2 separate regions of the Mus musculus genome follow, and region 1 is linked to region 2. A link is a contact called in public HiChIP or PLAC-seq data. All regions are on one chromosome and are shown on one strand. The core of a region is the stretch at or near the end of the contact, and the rest is flanking DNA. Distances in the headings are between cores, read along the strand shown. Region 1 has its middle 15 kb from the start of Gm41512. Region 2 holds the start of Tmprss2 (transmembrane protease, serine 2).

Region 1 (5,822 bases), core at 1,337-3,836, 75 kb before region 2:
TCATGAGGGAGTTTGTATAATGGCTGTTTTCCCTGTGAGGTTTTCAGGTGACTGTCACATGTACTTTCTCTCTGATCTAGTGTCAGATGCTGCTCCCTGCAGTCCCTCATTCTACTGTGCTGGTCCCTTGCTGCTCAGACAGTGTGTGTTTCACAGATACTCTAAGTGTCTGGAGGATGAGTGGAAAACTGTAGACACTAGGTAAAAACGTCTTATGAAGGAAGGATATAAGGGAAAGAGGAAAGGAGACAAGGAGAGATGAGGGGAAGCAGGTCACCTGAGAAGGACTGGGCTGGAGCTCAGGGCAGAGTACCCGACTGGCATGCCGGAGGCTCTAGTTACATCTCTAGCACCACAGACAACAGCCAATCAAACACATGGCAGGCTGCCCAACATACCATAGAAGACCCATAAAATAAATTTCACATTCCACAAATGCCCTTTGCAGTGAGCAGGGCTGTGTGTGAGAATGGAGGTGAGGAACAGACGGCTCTACTCACTTAGCCTTGCTTGGGCTGGCCTGGCTCTAATCTGAGGTGTCCACATAAGCTGTCCTTTTGACATTCCAACGTTTCAACTGTCTTTCCCTGGTTCAGGATGATAATAAGAAGGGAAACCTCATGTCTCCTCATATTAGCAAGAGTACCTAGTGAGACAAGTCTCAGCCACAGCAATGCTATGCCACTGTTGGGTTCAGGGGTAGAGAACATCCTAGGAGGAAGCTCACCCAATGCTGTTTTTTTTTTTTTTTTTTTTTGAGCTGAGGTTCTCCCACATGATGCTGGTACTGGAGAACACTGGAAATTAGCTTACATATAGATTCTTGCCCAGCCTTAGGCAGACTCAAAACACCTGATGGGAACATACATGTGTCAGCTGGCCCTTTCGAGTCTGTTGCTGATGGCTCCAGGACCACCCTGTGTAAACTGCTCTCTGGGAACCTATCCTTTTTCAGAGTTCTATGCTGTTGAAGATGGTGGGAGGGAATGCCCTGGGAGCCAGCCAATGGGTTCATTTTCAGGAAGTTGCCCACCTTGGGCTCCTTTCCCAGGGCCCGCATGTGGCTGCTTGCACCATGATTCCCTAGAAGACAACTCCTAGGAATCATGAGGTCAGAGGGTCATGTCACTACAGAGGCTCTAGTGCCTCTTCCTGCTCTTTCCTCCTACCTTTGCCACCACAGAGGAGCACAGTGCATGGGCCAGGGTAAGAAGGATGAAGAAGGGCTCATAGAGTTCCACAAGGTAGGGCAAGGGATCTCTGTGACAAGCATGGACACCAGCTCACATTTGTCCTACCGTTTTATATCCTGCCTTCTGTATCCTGGCTATAAATGATGGCAGAGCTAGGCTTTGTTACAGAGGCATGACAGAGACATCCCTGGATAGGTTGGCAGATGGATGAATGAGTGGGTAGGTGGATGGAGATTTAATGGAAGGTAGAGAGGTAAATAGATGGAGTAGAGTGGGTAGATACATGGGTAGATACTAATTAAATGGATGAATAGTTGGTAGATTCATGGATGCTGGAAGGATTGAAGGGTGAATAGGCAGATGAGAAATGGGGAGTAGGTTATGGATGGGTGAGCAGGTGGATGATAGGTGGTTGAATGTGCAATTCTCACCTATGGGGTCTGAGGCTTGGGTTTAATGCTCACACTCTTGCCAGTCTATCACTGTGGAGGTAGAATGCCTAGTGAAGGGTGTTATCTGGGAGGATTGAATATGATAGGAAGAAGATGTGAGGGGCAGGAGAAGGATGATGATGTGGTGGGTGGGAAGACAAAGCAACAACACGGTGGAGGGAGACAGAGAAGGGGATAAGGAAAGCGGCTAAAGTAAACTGAGTCTAGTCGCTTTGAAGTTTCCCCCGTTGCAAGCCCAATTATGTCTAATAACAGCTTGCAGCAACTTGGCACCTTTCCCCTGGAGCTCAAAGCCTTCCCTGACATTCTTCAGAGGGAAGAGGAGGTGTGTTATTACTGTCACCAGTTAATAATGAATAAATGAGATCCAGGGAAGTGGAGGAGCCCAAAGTTACAGGCTTCTGGATCAGGGGAGGGACTAGTCAGAAGAAGCATATCTCTCTACAGCCTGAACATTGCCAGACCTTCTGAGTTACATACCTGCCTTGCCTGAGCTTTCCCAGGGCCAGTGAGAGAATCAGAATTTGTAAGTCACAGATTGCCATGAAACACTGTGAGTTTGCAGCTATGACAAGCTCTTTCACCAAGTCTGTCCTAAGCCACTGGTTGCATCAAAGCTAGGACCATCTGAGGGCGAATTTGGATTGTAGGGGCCAAGGTTACTCTTTGGGAAATGACCCAGGGTCCATGAGGCATGATACAGCCTCCTAGAAACCTGTAGGCTTTTCTTCCTTTCTTGCACAGGTACTCATGGCTTCAAGAAGCTTGGCTCCTCTGATCTCAACTTCTCATCTTGTCCCTCTCTTTGATGAGTGGGTTCCACTATTCCATGGGACCCACCCCTTCCCAGTCTGCTCTTCTAAATCTCTCTTCCCTGCAAGCACTTAACCACAGTCTTCTCTGTCACCAGGTCAGGGGCTGTGGGTTCTGCTGGAGGACAGAGGTAGGTGGTTGGCATTCCTGGCACCTGAGTCATAGGTAAACTGTTAAGGCAGCTCCACCCAGCAGCCCTGCTCCCCCTCCTTGTGAAAAACAACCAGAGCAAAGCAGCCAAGAATGTCCCTGAAGGGCCAACTTATGGGTGTTGTTTTTTGGCTTCCTTTCTAGAAGCACTCTTTGTATCTTTATTGAAATGAGAAAAATGTAGTGTTATTGATCTTCAGTGGCTGCAGGGAAGTCTTGTGCAGACTGGCACAGGGCTGTTGATCATCTGGGCCTGGGGCAAGGAGTCACTGAGGGCTCTTCCTGAGTGTTCCCAGGCTCTGCTGCTGAGCATCTGGTAAACACAAGCTACTGGAGTGCAAGCTGTGAGCAGAGGGTGAAGGTGGTTCATAGACCAACGTGCATGGACTCCATGAGGCACATGGGTCTTTCTGTTTCAGTAGTGATCTGGAGCCACATGGAAAGACCCCATACTCTAGATATGAACACTGCAGTGCTTGTTAGGCAAAAGATTGACCCATCCATGGAAGATACATGGGTGGGAGATGATATATGGATGGTGGATGATAGATGGCTGATACGTGGATGATGAATGACTGGTGGATAGATGGGGAAATGGATGAAGGAATGGATGGTCATAGAAATAAGATCCTGGGTAATGAGGAGATTTGGGATTCTGCCAAATTCTCATTTGTAGCAGGGTGTTCAATGAAATGTTTATAAAGGCCAGGCTTCAGTATGAACTGTAGATGGAATTGCCTGTACTTCTTTCTGCTCAGCAGCCTACCCAAGACCTGAGCATGGAAGGGTAGGCAACAGAACGGGTAACATTGGTGGCCAAGGGAAGAAGGGTACTCAAAAGGATGAGCGGCCTGAGAGCAGGGTAGAGTGGCCTTTCGTTCCATGGCTCTCTGCCTGCTTCTCATGCCAGCTGCACCAGCCAGGCTGGCATTCCTGAGAGTCTAACCTGGGTTCAGCCCTGTTGTTTTGACAGGGCCTTCAGGTGACCCAATGATATCTGTCCTTTCACTGGATGCCTTTCATCCAGTGCAGAGAGCTATGAGTATCCTGCCATCTTACAACTGACACAAAACCAAGGCATCTAGAGTGGGCCCTTTCAAACTGCTCTGACATGGTGAGCTGCCAGTGAAGGCTTTGGATCAGGATGGGAGGAGGGACTGGAGGGAGCCCTGTCTTTGGTCACTGGTTCTCTGGAGTGGGCAGCTAGTAAAGACTGAGAAGAAGGTGCTAAGTGCAGCCTGCCCAGCCAGGCCTCCAAGCCTTCTTATGTAGCCGCTGACACCTACACAGGCCTATAGTAGCACTCCCTGTCAGAGGTAGAGAGGCTTCTATCTACAAGCGAATGAACAGAAGCTTTGAGTTCCCCAAATGGCCTGGCAACTGGAAGTGTTCAGAGCTTCTGGAAGCTATAGAGTATGGCAAGGACATCACTATTTTGTCACAGTTAAAACAGGACGAATGGTGAGGTCAGATTGCCATCCACAGCACAGAGGGAGAACTTGAATTCCCAAACTCTGACTACCTTTTGTGCTTGTCCATATTCTAGGTGGGAATTGACATTTGGATCTTAATTTAACCTAATCATTTTTCTTCTTTTAAAAAGAGGTCCTTAATCCAGACTTTAGTTCTGGCTGCTGGTATATTTATACCAGAATGGCAACAGACACAAACTTGAAGGAAGACCCAGCCAAGTGTTGGGGCCTATGCCTGCATAACTGGAGTTTCTCAGGGTCACATTTTCTACCTTGGGCTCTGACTTGTAGCTACTTACACTATATATGCTAATTATGTTCCCCCCAAATACTCTTTGCACAAGACAGGCTGCACATAGCTTCTGGGAACCTGTCCCTGGTTGGTTCTGATTGGTAAATAAAGATGACAGCAGCCAATAGCTGGAGAGAACAGAGAGATGAGGGATTTTAGGATTCCCAGGCTTGGGATGGGGAGGAGGAGAAGGAGAAAAAGGAGAAGGAGAAAGAGAAGGAGGAGGAGATTCACCATGCTGGGAGAGTGTGGAGGAGAGGAGAGGTGCTATGCTTGAGAAGAGTGGAGGACAGAGAGACATAGCTGCCATGTGAAGGAGCCAGGAGAGCCCAGCCCAGAGGGATGCCCAACTGGCTCCAGGGCAGCCAAGATAGAACATAGAATTAGGAAGTAATAACTCAGGATTCTTGACAGGAGGTAGATTAACAGCACAGAAGTTAGGCAGGGGCCCAACTATTGCGTTGTTTAAGGCATATAAAATATAAAGGCTGTATGTGTGTCTTTCATTCAGGAACATGAACCATTGAGGTGGGTAGCAAACCCACCTTCAGGATTTATTAATTAAAAAAATATTTCAGCACTGACTAGGCAGGTTGCTGCCTCTTCATAGGCTCCCAAAATGGGCTGCTGACCTAGATGGCCCCAGTGGGCCTCTACCTGGGTCAGCTCTAGACATCACAGTCCCCTTAGCCCACCTATCATGGAAGACACTGAAAAGTCACTTGTGGCTGGGAAGGCTAACAGCTAAGTTGCTATTGACAGACACTCCTGTGGGCCACAGTGAGAGAGATGCATTTTCTCCTGTTGACTGAATTGTGTCCCACAGAAGCAAATTCCTGTCCCACCTCTCAGTGGGGGTTGCCCTGTGTCCTGGTCCAGAGGCCTGATGAACTCAGTAAAAATACACTACACATCTGCTTTCTAGTCAGGCCTGCTCAGAAGCCTCAAACCCCATCATATAGGTCCCGGGCCACACAGGCAGATCTGGAGAGGAGCCTATTTGTTACACACCGTTGACATTTTTTGTCACCAAGGTGATGCCAACTCCACACTCAGATACTCTCCAGAAAGAGCACAATCCACATTCCTTTCAAGAGGTCCCAGAGTACCAGGATTGCAAACATTGTCCTTCCCAGAGATGTCATTTCAGGGTCTGATGTGCAGCACTCATGCCCAATGTGAACAGGTGGTTTCAGGTGTGGGTGTTCTCTTCCTGCTCCAATCCAGGACCTCATACAGACCTTTATGTCTGCCCCTACTCTTTTGTGCAGTGGTTGAATTGTGTCCCTCAAAGTCATGTTCCAAGTCATAAGCCCAGTACTGGGCAGTGGGTATTTGCATACCAAATCTTTACCAATACGATCAAAGACAGATGAGGGCACACTGAACCTAATGAGTCCTATTTTCAAGGAGAATGTCCTCTTAAGAACAGAGATGGTCACACAGAGAT
Region 2 (6,425 bases), core at 1,125-3,624:
CCAATACAAAGTAAAGTTGGAGTTTTTTATAAGAGACCTTTTTAGGGCTGGGGATGTAGTGCAGGTGATAAGGGAGGCTGCTTACCTAACGTGTATGTAAATGAAGCTCTGGAACCTTCAACATCACATTATAAAAGGGTAAGGTGGAGGTACATACCTAGAACACCTGTAAGGAGGTACAGGAAGGAAGATAAGAAGGTCAAGGTCACGGCCAGGCATGGTAGCCCATGCCTTTAATCCCAGCACTAGAGAGGCAGAAACAGGTAGACCTCTGAGTTTGAGGCCAGCCTGGCCTACAGAGTGAGTTCATCAGCTTTGGTTGTGTGAGACCCTAACTGAGGCACAGGGGTTAAGGATGACGGAAGGGAGCACACTTAGGGAAAAGGACAATAAAACACTCAAGAATGGGTGTGGCTTCTTGGAGAGAGTCAAGCTTAAGAGCTTTTACAACAGTCATAATAGACAATATTAGTGACTTCTGGAGTTACACCTCAAAGGGCTGTTAAGGAAGTTCAGTGACATTAGTTGGCTTCTGAGGTGCCTATGGATTGCAGCTCATATGGTAAAACTCTTGGTCACAGGTTGCACAGAAGTCAAGATATTTTAACAAGAAAACTAAAGTTTATAGTCTTGTTTGTGAGGTTACCAGAAAAGGGGGTGAAAAAAAGATCAGGTTTACATCTGGGAAAGAAATAAGGCAACCTCACAAGTTCAGACCCTAATCATGATCCGTTGCTATTTTCACATTCTTATTTGAAACACCTTCCTATCAAAAAACCATCAGCTACACAGGCATATCCACAGATGACTGTCAAGTGTGTGGCATTCTTGACTGGCTGGAGAGAGATTTCAATCCACTGTACCCCAAAGGAAGGGGCTTCTTTGCCTTCTATTGTCTCTTTATCCTGCCTCAAGTTCACCAGGTCTAGGGCTGATCTCTTCCAGATATAACTTTACAAACATGCATGTTAAGCACCTTTCCAGACAGGACCGATGAAGAGTGGGAGGGGAAAAGAGTCTCGGGGAAGACAGGAAAGGCTCGCAGGGTGAGCAGCCATGGTGCGCTAGCACATTCCTAATGTTCTTCTTCTGCCTCTATTTTGAGTTAAAACAACTTGTGTTGACTTGTGTGTCGTGTGGATGCAACGAGAGTTTTAGGGCAACAATACTTCATAAGTGCCTGTTACTAAAGTGGGAAAATGCTCTTGAATCATGGGTAATCTATTCTTTTAAAATGACACAACAGCTCTCCAGAAGAAAGATCATTTTAATTCATGTGGGCATGGAGAGAGGCCCTGCAAAACTCCATAAAATTCTCCACTTCGAATGCCCTTCTTGCTCTGAACACCTTTGACCCCAGCACGTGGGAGGCAGAGGTAGGCCAGTCTGGTCTACAGAGTAGATTCCAGGACAGCCAGGGCTACACAGTAAAACCTTGTCTCAAAATAGAAAAACTGATCCGAGACTGTGAAATTGTCCAAGGACCTAGGCTTATCACTCCACCAGATGATAAAGAGAAAAAGTGATTTACTTCTTCGGTAGATTGTGAAGGTAAACTATGGGGGTCCATGGGAGCAAACGGGGAGGGGCTAGAGGGGAAAACCTGGGGAGATAAATAAAAGTTCCTATCAAGCAGCATATTCCCGGTGCAGACACCTTTACAAAGAGGACTTTTTTTACTTTTTCTTTTTTTCTTCTAGTTTTGTTATTCTGTTTTTGTAGTTGCAGCTGCCCCAGACAACAGGCGCAGCTTTAATAGAAAAATCATCAGCTCGGTGCTCGCTGGCAGAGAGAGCGCTGCTTGGGACGACTACTCTGGTCTCTTAGAGCCTTATTTAGGCCGGATGTCTCCGGAGTCTGTCAAGTAGCAGAAGACCAGGTCTGCTGTAGACTGCAGTTTCTTTGTCCTCTGACTTCTGCCCGATCCTCTGTACAAGTAACACCTCAGTCTTTGGGAGCTGGAGGCTGGGAATGGGGACTTCTGACCCAAGGGATTTTCTTCAATAGGAAAGCCTGTGCTCACAGGGGAGGGCCCAGGAGCTGAAACACCTACGCTTAAAAGATGTGCCCTGTTGGTGTCCACAGCTCAGACAGAGCCTGTCGGAGTTGGGAATGTAGCCACTCCCAGACTTTCAAGGGACCAGGTTAGCGCTCCCTTGGGGCTTCCTACTTCTTTAATAGTGCAGTCCAAAGACCCGTCGCAGCAGGACCCTGGAGTTCCCATGGGTCTGGGCCTCAAGGGTCCGCTGGTCCGGAGGCGGGTCGCTGCTAGGGGAATGCCTAGAGTCCAGTTTGATCTCTCGGTGCTAGGGGAGGAGCGCTCCCTGGGCTTCCCTCGGGGAAACTCCTCCTCCTCCTCCTCCCTCCTGGACAGCCTTTCCTGGCCGTTCCCTCCTTCTGGCCGAGGTGCCTGCGTTTAGGGGTGTCACCCTGGCTCCCGGGACGCCGCCTCCGGAGATTTAAGCGAGAACTGGAGTAGGTCGTGTACTTGGAGCGGACGAGGAAGCCAAGAGCTCGGACAGAGGCGGAGAGGGGCGGGAAGCGCAACAGGTGAGTAGCGCGCCTGACAAGCTCCGGTCCCGGCACAGAAAAGGAAATGGGGTGACCTGGGTCCGTCCGGCGGTGCCGGGCCTGGGCGTCTAGGGTACAAGTGAGTTAGGAGAGGCCAAGGCACTACAGGTGCGACCGTCTGACTGATTCGCCCGAGTGTACGTCCTGGGGACTGGGAAGGGGTCCCGACGACCCCGATTCCGTGACGCGCGGCAGAGATCCCAGATCAACTCTATAGATTCGAGCGGCTTGGCTTGTGGTCTTGCGGATCCCTGACTAATAGCTTGGAGAAGAGAGTTCCTGGGGGCCGGGGTCCTTCAGTGGAGCAAGCCCTTGGCTCGCGTCACGTGCTGATATCCTTTCCTAGAGCGCAGAGCTAGAGGTTTGTCCGCAGTTCTCTTTGTTTCGGGAAAATCTCGGCAGTCGGGCTGGTTACCTGAACTCCTTCCGCTCCTTGGTCTCTACAGAGGTGGAGAGAAACTGAAAACTGGCTAAGATGCCAAGGGCCGATACAGGCGGCGCTGCTGGGCCCTGGGGACCTTGGCAAGACGGGAATTGTCCGTCACCTGTGGGAAGGGAGTGCTCAGCCATCGCGTGCGGTGACCCGAGGCGACGGTGCGGGCCCGCCTTGGCTTTGAGAATTCACTGGAATGGGCCTTGGAGGAGCTGGTCCTGGGGCAGCAGGCCGGGCTGCCAAGGGCGAGCTGTCTACTGGGAAAAAGGGTGACCACCTGGGCATTTAATTGGGACTTGGGGCAGTGGCAGGGTGACCCAACGTACTAGGCTGGCAGAGGACGCGGTGTGCGAGTCCAGTTGAAGAGATTAACTGTCCCATGGTCTGAAAGTTTTGTGTGTCCATGCCCCAGAGGATGTGGGTGGCTTGTGGCTGGGCTTTTGGTTGCTAGGAGCCCAGGTACCTTCACAATGGCCCCTAATTCAGTTCAGAGCATGCAAAGGACTCTAGTAGCTTATTTAAGGGAGAAGAACACCTTAAATGTACTAAGAAAGCAGGGATCCCCACAAGGTTGGGCTTGCAGACCTTTTATGCAAATGCTTACCTTAGTCCTGGGGCTAAGATAAGCCATCTAGAATTGGCTCCTTCAACACTCAGTGGGCAAGAGCCAGGCATTGTGGAAAGTTCCAAAGGGCAGGCCACTTGCAAGGTGTAAAATCCAAAGTGAGGTGGGGGTTGTTTACCTGGTTTGGGAGGAGGGGAGAGATTCTCCTGCTGGTGAGGGTAAGGACAGCTTCCTTCCTGGTAGGAAGGCTAGGGGTAGGGGCTGGGCAGTTTCATGAGGACACAGGGACCGAAAGATCCCAGGCTACTAAGCTACTGCAGCGGTAGGTGGTGAAGGACCTCCAGGCAGGCAAGGTGGCCCACTCCCCACCTTTACCTGCCTCTACTGAAGAGGTGCTTAGGATCTTTCTCAAGTGACCTGACTAGTCATATGATGTTAGAATGAAAACTCAAAAGCCACAGGTGTGGTGAGATTTATCTTTAATTCCAGAACTTGGGAGGCAGAGGCAGACACATCTGGCACTCTGTGAGTTCAAGGCCGTCCAGGCTACCCAGTGAGACCCTGTATAAAGAGAGAAGGAAGAAAGAGGAATGAAACTGAAGAGTGTCATCACAGCATGAGACTAATTGAAAGAATTGAGAGGTGTTCTTGTGGATTGGACTCACATCTCAGATCTTTTTAGGCATCTGTGGCCAATGCTTTCAGCTCGTACCCAGGTTTGGTCTTACACACATGCACATGTGCACACACACACACGCACACGCACACGTGCACATGTGCACACGTACATGCACACCTTTAGGGTCAGTTTTCTTGGAGTCCAGTGCAGAGAGCCTTGCCTGTGGCAGTATAGTCATTGGAGGAGGAAGTTTGACCATACTGTAGAATAGCTACACACTTCATTTCTTCTAGCTGGACAACATAGTGAGTTCTTCATAACCTATTTGCCTCAGCTACAGGGAGGCTGATGCAAAGGCTAGGTAGTATTAGGGCCCAAGAATCGCTGAAGGAAGACCCCAGACTCAAATAGTATGCAAAGGCAAAGAGTGTTTATTCTGTAGAAATTACCAGCATGTGGGGTGGAGGTGGGGATGGGAGGGGTCAACCATTCATCAAAAAGGTGACGACTTGAGGGGCTTACAGGCTAGAGGAATTTTCCAGAAGGGTTAGGTTACCTCTGATTGGTAGGGGCAAAGCAGTGACATTAGTACAATTTTGATTGGTTGCTAAGTTTCTCTTTATTTGGTGAGGGCTTGAAGAATTTGTCAACCAGCTCAGTTCTGACCTTGTTATCTCCTCTAGTCAGGCGTCCCAGGAGCTGTCTCAGTTCCAGACTTATTCTCCCTAAGTCAGGGCTGTCATTAACTAAATGTCATTAGCCATTGTCAGTGGCTCCTTCTGAGGAGCCAACATGCTTCCCAGGGAATTGACATTTTTATTCCCAAGGTTTTTGGATCTCTCAGTAGCTTGTCTGGTGCCTCTATGGGATGAAAGGGGCAGAATCAGTGCAGAACACAGGGTAGCTGCCTTAGTAGGTCAGTGCTATAAGCATTGGGAGCTCAGGGAGAGGTGTGCACAAGAGGCTTTGTTGGCCATAGCTGGACCTAAGGCTGTACAGTCTCAATTCCTTTTCCTCCCGTTAGTCCTGAGGTCACACTGTGGCAGCAAGTCAAAAGAGGAGGAGAAGAAAAGTGAGAAAGAAGACTAGGGAATGTAGACACCTCAGGTGCTCTAGGGCCAGGCAGCCATGCTGCTTAACCTCATAGGCCTACCTCTGTCTGCAGCCCCACTGTGGTCAGGACCTGGAATTACTGAATGAACCAGAAGGTTGCCTCTCTGGGTTACAAGGTCACTGACTGACAGACACTTGCGCAACTATCCTGCAGGCAATGAAGTGTGAATATGTGAAGTATGGATTTCCAGTACCTTCTTCTTTATTGCCTAAGCAGAGGCTCTCCATGATGAGACCAGCCTGGGACCAGGACTTAACCAAGAAATGGCAACTAAGAATCTGGTTGACTATATCACTCTTTACATTTAAGTATTAAGGGGAGCCTAGAAGGTCTTGGGGGAGGGGGCTTTCCTTAATGTGAGGTCATTGCCCTCATCCCAAGTATTCTTCCAGCCTTGAAAGTGGGGACCAGGAGTTTTGGTAAGCTCTGCAGAAAGTTCTATGTCTGGGAACTCTTGCTCATCCCAAGTGCTGGGCATTAAGGAAGAAAGGAAAGATGGCTGGTCAGACAAGTGGCTGAGCAGTTTAGGTTCCCGAAAGACTGGAAACTGGCCCTGTTGGTGGGGAGGGCAAAGGAGACATCTGGGGATGGGCAGGAGAGCCACACAACTTGTCAGAGGCTTTTCCATCCACTATCCTCTCTGAATTGTTCCCTTAGCTGTCCTTAAGGTTGAAATTGCTAAGCCTTGGTTGTTCAGGCTCCTCCCCACTTTCTAGAATACTCCCCAGGGGCCCTCCTACGCTGCCCCCAGGACCAGCTCAGGGACTGTTAAGAATTGCAATTCAGGAATTCAGAAGTATCATGATCCTAAAAGCTGAGACCTGCAAAGGCTGACTTGGGAAGTCTTTATGTGCAGTTCCCAGGTATAGTGGACCTGGTAATGAAGGAGGGTGGTTCAAGTATACCTCATTCCAGGGGCAACTGTGGTCTAAACCTGCCTGTGCGTTCCTGGGAAGGGACAGGGTCATTTATGTCTCATCTGATCACTGTGGCCGTTCTAAGGGATGACCCCTGGAATAGACTTGGGATTCTGGAAGGGAGTGGAGCTGAGCCTAGGGCTGCTTCTCCCAGCAGGAGAAAGAAATAGGAATGCATAGGGGTATGTTGGGCAATGGCAGGTCTT

The links. HiChIP or PLAC-seq counts read pairs in DNA pulled down with a chosen protein or histone mark.
Region 1: a contact with region 2 is called in an HNF4G HiChIP or PLAC-seq map of pancreatic cancer cells. The contact joins the enhancer-like site here to the promoter of Tmprss2 in region 2. A contact is called at or near these places in 1 of 39 promoter capture datasets (trophoblast stem cells), 4 of 484 Hi-C or Micro-C datasets (the AML12 cell line, colorectal tumor organoids, olfactory sensory neurons and 1 more) and 3 of 115 datasets of contacts at active chromatin or transcription factors (embryonic stem cells, extraembryonic endoderm stem cells and pancreatic cancer cells).

What each region holds. Positions count from the first base shown.
Region 1 is chr16:97,682,890-97,688,711 of GRCm38.p6, reverse strand. No RefSeq gene overlaps it. Among named protein-coding and RNA genes, the nearest start is that of Gm41512, 15 kb to the right of the region's middle. Within about 2 kb of position 2,586, at least 33 of the 459 cell types and tissues checked have an H3K27ac peak or open chromatin away from gene starts, as enhancers often do. A contact at or near this core is called in the AML12 cell line, colorectal tumor organoids, pancreatic cancer cells and 1 more, where this site is marked.
Region 2 is chr16:97,607,144-97,613,568 of GRCm38.p6, reverse strand. It overlaps Tmprss2 (transmembrane protease, serine 2), which reads left to right and starts at 2,374. Exons shown (of 14, transcript NM_015775.2): 1 at 2,374-2,550.